Linked DNA regions of Mus musculus: region 1 is linked to region 2. A link is a contact called in public Hi-C data. All regions are on one chromosome and are shown on one strand. The core of a region is the stretch at or near the end of the contact, and the rest is flanking DNA. Distances in the headings are between cores, read along the strand shown.

Region 1 (3,225 bases), core at 660-3,159, 3.4 Mb after region 2:
AGAGGTTTGGATTAGTGATTTGGCAGTGGGTTGCACACGGCCTTATAAAAGCTTATTTAGCTTTCATTCTAACACCCAGGAGGCAGAGGCAAGTGGATCTCTGGGAATTTAAAGCCAGCCTGGTCTACAGAGTGAGGTCCAGGACAGCCAAAGGTATGAAACAGAGAGACCCTGTCTCTCAAAAAAAAAAAAAAAAGTCTTATTTTGTCCATGTCAGTGTGGCCATGTTTCTCAGCAACTGTTCAGATCTCTCCTCCAGGAAGACGTGTGGCAGCCATATTCTGCATGCATTGCAGTAGACAAAGCCTTCAGGCAAGAAACCCAGCTAGGAAGTTAATACAGTGGTCAGGCTGAAAACCATTGGGGAAAAGCAATAGCAAATTAAAGGAGAGGGACTGGGTAGGTACGGCTATCAAACCTTGACAAATGATCTCGTTGTCTCTTTGTAGCCCAGTCTGATCTTCACTTGTTCTGTAGTCAAAGCTTGCCTTCCACTGATCTTTCTATCTCAATCTACCAAGCACGGTGATTACCACTTTTGTATGTGGTGCTCCATACTGAGCTAAGAAAAGTATTTCTGTCTTCTTGTTTTGTTTTTGTTTGGTTGGCTGGTTTAGGGGTTATTTTGTTTTGTTTAGTTTTGTTTTGAGACAGGGTCTGTGTGTATGTAGCCTTGGCTGACTTGGAACTGGATATGTAGACCAAATTAGCCTCAAACTCTCTATACATAGAGATTTGCCTTTGTCTGCCTTCCAACTGTAGGAATTAGAGATGTGTGCCAGCTGGGCATGGTAATGAATACTGTTAATCCCAGCATTCAGGAGGCAGAGATAGGTGGCTCTCTGAATTTAAAGTCTTGCCTGGTCTACATAATGAGTTCCAGGACAGCCAGTGCTATGTAGAGAGACCCTGTTTCAAAACACCAAATTAAATATAAGTAAATAAATTAATTAAGGGTATGTGCCACCATGCCTGTTTCTGCAAATCATTTTTTAAAGTATATTTATTTTTATTTTATGTGCATTGCTGTTTTGCTGCATGTATGTCTATATGAGGGTGTCAGATCCTTTGGAACTGGAGTTAGAGTTGTGAGCTGCCATGTGGGTGCTAGGAATTCTGGAAGAGTAGTCAGTGCTCTTAACCGCTGAGCCATCTCTCCAACCCCTGTTTTTATTTGTTTGTTTTTTGTTTGTTTTATGGTTTGTATGTTTTAGGGTCATAAAAAAATTTTAGGAGCTGGAATTGTGGCTCAGTGGCTAAGAATGTTCCCTGTTCTTGTAGAGGGGCAGGCCATCTGGAGTTGTACCCAACTGCCTTTTACTCTATTAGCCTACTTACCTGTAATGTTTATCATTTGTAGTATTTTATTCAAGGTAGTTTTAATCCCTTTTTATATCCACAAATGTCTGTTAAACAGTGCCTGGCACGTGGCTGGTGTTCAATAGTTTCACTTTTTGAAATATATATTTTTAAAAAAAATGAAGCATTCGCTGTAAGAAATGTGGCTAGCCACTCGGTGCTGGCCCTTGTCAGTCCATTGGAGGGTTAAATGAGGCAAAAGCCCATGGTTCAAATGTTACCTTCTTAATTGAAACCATTCTACGGAACATTATATTTTCTTTGTCTTTACAAAAAGTGATTTAAAAAGAAACTCAGAATCTTCCCTTCGGAAAAAATCAATTGTGGCACACCCATTCTAGATTCCAAGTCCACTCTGTTCCATAGAATCAGCAAGTGCGACCCCGCCCTTCGCGCCGATCCAGCACCCACAAGTCTGTGCGCCAGGAGACTCCGCCCCGGGCGCAGATCGGACCGGACGGCCGCGCCGGGCCCGACGTAAAGCGAAGGGTTTCGCGACAGCTCAGACTCCACCCCTTCGGCCACATGTCGCGCAGGTCTTCCCGTCGGACGCCGCGCCACCCCCTCGCGCTGCTTTACGAACCCAGCGCGGCGGCGGCGCCCCGCCTTCTGCCTCCGTCCTCGGCTCCCCGCCCCCTCCTGGTTTCACGTCTCCAAGCCCGTCGCGCCCGCTATAATCACGTGACTGCCTCATCCGGGTCCTTTGCGTTCTCTCTCCCTCTCCCAACATGGCGGCCTCAGGTGAGTGAGCGGCCGAGCGTGGCCAAAGACCAGGCTCGGAAACAGCCTCCGGGCTTGGTCCGCTCCTTGCTGGAGGTCGGGGGCAGGAGGCACCGGCTCCTTTCGGACCTGGGGGCAGCGGCAGGCTAGCGGCATGGCCGCTTGAGGTTACCGCCTCGGGATGTCTAGGGGGAGGGGAAGGCCTTCCCCTCCCCCTCACACCCTTTTCACCCCGTTGCGCGAGGTTGGAGTAGGCAGAAATGGTGGACCCTGCCTTCAATTGGAGGAGGCAGCACAGAGAGACGTGCGGGAGGCGCGAGGCTCTCAAAGGCGTGAAGCACCGCGCCCGCGCCAAGGCGCGGGTGGAGGAAGGAGGCGGTTGGCGCGCGGACCGGAACACATTGGGCCGGGTCTCCAAGGCGCGAGGCCGTTGCGGACCCTCGTGGGGGCGGGGGGGTGCAGTTAGAACGCGAGCGCGAGGCTGTGGAGGGGCCGATGAAAGCAGCGGTGCGCGTGCGCGGCACGGGCGACGAGGCGAGGTGGTGGAGAAGGCGCGCCTCAGAAACACGCGCTGCTGGACTCCAGATGGGAAGCCTGGATGGACCTGGCTTTTGCTCGTTTATGACCTTGTACTTTAAGCTTTAGTCGGTTTGGGAGCGTGGCACGGCCGCTGTACTCCCAAGCGAACGCATATTAGGTTTGGCCCCACTATAGTTGGGGGTAGGGAACCCAGGGTGCTCCCACGTGTTAGGTGCTGTAGGGATAGACACCTAGATTTCTCCTGTGCCTTTTTCTTTCCACCTCTTGATTCAACCAACAGTTTTTATTGAGTGCACACTATATGCCAGGCAGAGGTGGGGAAGGAAATCGGGGCGTTGCATTATATAGAACTTCCATTTTTTGGGTAGTTTTAGTGTCAGGATTCAGCTTTTGTCATTTTCCCAGATAACTGGGAAACTTCCAGAAGGTGCTATTAAAATAGTGGCTAGAGGTTCTGCGTGCGTTTGTTTGTTTGGTGGAATGTATATTCCCTGCATTGCAAGTGAGGTTTGTGGAGGTCGTTTCGGGTTTTGTTTTTTTGTTTTGTTTTGTTTTCCAAGTTTTTTGCTTTTTGGGTTTTTTTGGCATTTGCAGTGGACCTGTGAA
Region 2 (3,406 bases), core at 705-3,204:
CTTACAGTTGGAGAAGCAGCACAGGATCCTTCACAGAAGCTGGGTGGCACATCTACCACACATGCAGGAGAACCTTGGTGCTCTCCAGCTTCCCCAGAAACTCGGGCTGAGCACGTAGAAAATATCCTTTTTGGCAAAGCATGGATTTTTCTTTTCTTTCTCACATGGCTGGCACTTACTCTTTAAGGATGTCTGAGACAGACGGTTAAAAAGAGGGGCTGGGGTAGAGAAAGTGGGAAGGGCTCAGAAGCAAAGCTGAGCTCTAAAGGGCTTGGGAGCGGAGAGTAGGGAAAGCATTGCTTTCTACATTTCCAAAAGATAGACAGGGCATCTCCAACTCACCCCAGCCCAGGGAGAAATGATAAGAACTAGACCCCCATGTGCTCAACTGGACACTAACCCAGTGTGGACATGCCCTACATTTACTGCCCCCCCCCCAAAAAAAAGCATCGATGATGCATCGCTTCATCATCGTCTCTAAGCCGCAGCCTCTGAGTTGCGGCAAGCAGACAGCTTCGGCTTGAGATGCAGGAGAGTGATATTCCCTCCAAAGCCGGCGGGGCGGGAGGGTGGCTCTCTGCCCCGCCACAGCTGCCTCCAGCAGCACCCTCCTACCTCATTTAACTTTGCTCTGGAGAACTAGAGAGAGAGGGAGAGAGGAGGGAGAGGAAGGGAGAGGAGAGAGACAGAGACAGAGGAGACGTCTGGTACTCCCGGGGAGTTCTCAGGGCTCCCTTCACCTCACCATCCAGAGGTGAACTAGACCAGAGACCCAAGTGGCACCCAGGCTTGTTCACTGCCTTCCAGGATCCTCTAAAATCATCAAAGCCCCAACCAAAGAATTTTTTACATTCTTTCCTTCGCTTTCCTGGCAAGCACCTATCTTCAAAGGTGGATTCCCAGCCCCCCCCCCCTTAAAAAAGCAGCAACTGCGGCTAGCCAATGGTGGTAGGATGGGGCATTTGGGGGTACACTCTTACCTGAGGTGTCCCAGAGACTAAGCTCCACTCTCTGTTCCTCTGTCTCCAAACAGGCTGTGTAATTCTCAAACACGGTAGGCACATAGGTCTGCGAGGAGACAGGAAACACTCACACCCCGGCAGCAGCATGCCCTCAGAACCCCACACCAAGCGTTGGCTACACATGCGCCGAGAAACACCAAAGTGTCAGATGGCGAGAAGCCAGAGGAGGGGGAGCCATTGGGGACTGTAGAGGTATTGGCCTTCGCTCCCCAGCCTGGGACAAACCCCCTACATCCTAGCTAGTCTGAGACACATACATTCGCATTTTCCTCACATCTCTAAATGTGTGTCCCATTTTTCAGAGCCACAAGCCAGTTTTAACCTCTGTCTTCTGCCCTCTAGTCCTTTGGCACAGGTGAACAGGCAAAACAGCAGAAGCCTGCGCGGGGGGGGGGGGGGGGGTTGGGGAGGGCACCCTCACAGAGCCTTATAGGAGGGGCAGGCAGGTACTGCGTCAAGAATGAAGCCCAAGCTCTCGGGAGCCTCCAGGTCTCAGGGATGAAGGCAAGTGGGAGGGGATATGATGGGTAAAGAGGTGAGGAGGAGCCGACCGGGCGGCAGAAGTGGGTCAGGTCTCTAGGGAAGCAAGACAGGGCAGTCCTCCAGCCAGAAGGCAAGGCAGGGTGGGGCGGCCTGCGGGTGGTGGAGAGCGCTGTCCCGGACAGGTGGGGGATCGACCCCGGGACGGCAGGGAAGCTCACCTCGGGATAGCAGTCTTTCGCTAGCACCTGTAACATCGCCGTCTTCCCACACTGCACGTCTCCCACCAGGACGAGCTTACACCTGACCACCACTGGCTGCGGTGCCCGTCTCTCCTTCATGGCTGCAGCCTCGGAGGGACGTGGACTCGGGTTCAGGGAGGAGGAGGTCGCGCCTCAAGTGTCCGCACTAGCACACTAGCGCGGGTTCCCTGCCTGCCTGCCTCCGACTGAGGCGGAGGCTCGTAAGGCTCCGCTATAAGTCTCAGACTGATCCAATCACAAGAGGAGGCGGACTCTGTCCAGGCCAATCCCTAAGGTGGGATCCCCTGCTGCAGCCAATAGTAGGAGACTCCGAGTCAGCGCCCTCTTCCTCCCTTCCCTTTCTGTTAAAGCTGCACGGTGGCTTCCTCTTGGAAGGGGATTCCCACGCTTTTTGTGTTGCTGTTAGGAGGTCAGGAGGGGACTGGAAGTAAAACTTAGTGATCTCTGAGTGTCTATGAGTTAGTGTCAAGACCCACAAAGAGCTATAGAATCAGGCTGTCTGTCCCAGGAAGACAGCAGGACCTGCCTAAACTATGGACAGGTGGGTGGCATCTCTCGGGGGAGAGGGTGACTCCTTAATTTTATATAGTTCCTATTCACACTGGTTCCACTTCTGGGATCTCCTAATAGAAGTCTCTGCTGCCCCTCTTTTACAGCCCGACTCCCTTCCTCAGGAATCGCCTTCCCCAAAACAAACCAAGAAAACAAAACAAGACAAACAAAAAATAACTTGACCCAGAGATAGGCAAAGAAAACAAAGGAGGGCGTCTTTCAAGTAGGAACAGGAGAGAGAAAGACCAAACAAGCTGCTTTCTGCCAGCCAGGAGCCAGCTCATGCCAGGCCTGGCAAGCAAGAGTGAAGGTGTTTTGTTCTGTGGCCTGGCTTCAGTGTCCGAGATGAATCCAGGGCAGGTCTAGTTCCAGGCTGATAGCCACGGATTCTGACGCACTGATAGTGTCACCTAGTGAGAGTCCAGCCTGGATGCCAGGGCTGGGCCTCAGGGATTAGAAATTGAAAACCAATCATTGTAGACTGAGATAAACTACAAACTGCCGCCGACTGGCCCTAGCCTGCAAGCCTCCACGGCTTCTGCAGACCCCTCTACTAGACAGAGCTATGGAAGTACACAGCTCATATAAGCCACTGGCCACCAAGGAAGTCCCGTGAGGCCTCCAGAGAATTGGGGGAGGGGCAGTTTAGGGCAAACTTGAGAACAACCTAGGGTTCCCCTTACCCTGTTCTGTTGGTTTGGTTTCTTTCTTTCATTTTATTTTATTTTATTTTATTTTTTTTAGAGAACATCACACTGGAACTTGCCGTATATAGCCCATCTTCTTGCCTCAGGCCTCAGGCCTGAAATTCAGACAGAGAACACCAGCCCTGGCTCACGGTTGTCTTGAGGTCCCTTCTCGAACAACCCCAAGCTTTGCTCATAAGCCAGTCATTGCCACCCACCCAAGACCATTTTCCCTGAAATTAATAAGCACCTTTCAAAGGCTTCACAGGCCCTATGGACAGATCTAGTAAGACAGCCAGGCCCACTATAACGGAGAATGGACGTTATCTGGGAAATGTAGTCCAGCCAGTCTCCCTCTAGTCTACTCTTATGGTTCCCAGCTTCTCTGTAGGCTCACAGGCTG

The links. Hi-C and Micro-C count contacts between places; a contact is called where the count stands out from the background.
Region 1: a Hi-C map of B cells shows a contact between it and region 2, with 5 read pairs. The contact joins the promoter of Eif4b here to the promoter of Rnd1 in region 2. A contact is called at or near these places in 2 of 39 promoter capture datasets (frontonasal cranial neural crest and pre-B cells) and 1 of 484 Hi-C or Micro-C datasets (B cells).

The regions. Positions count from the first base shown.
Region 1 is chr15:102,071,864-102,075,088 of GRCm38.p6, forward strand. It overlaps Eif4b (eukaryotic translation initiation factor 4B), which reads left to right and starts at 1,910. Exons shown (of 15, transcript NM_145625.3): 1 at 1,910-2,100. The coding sequence starts at 2,088.
Region 2 is chr15:98,675,507-98,678,912 of GRCm38.p6, forward strand. It overlaps Rnd1 (Rho family GTPase 1), which reads right to left and starts at 1,955. Exons shown (of 5, transcript NM_172612.3): 1 at 1,724-1,955; 2 at 981-1,068. The coding sequence starts at 1,843.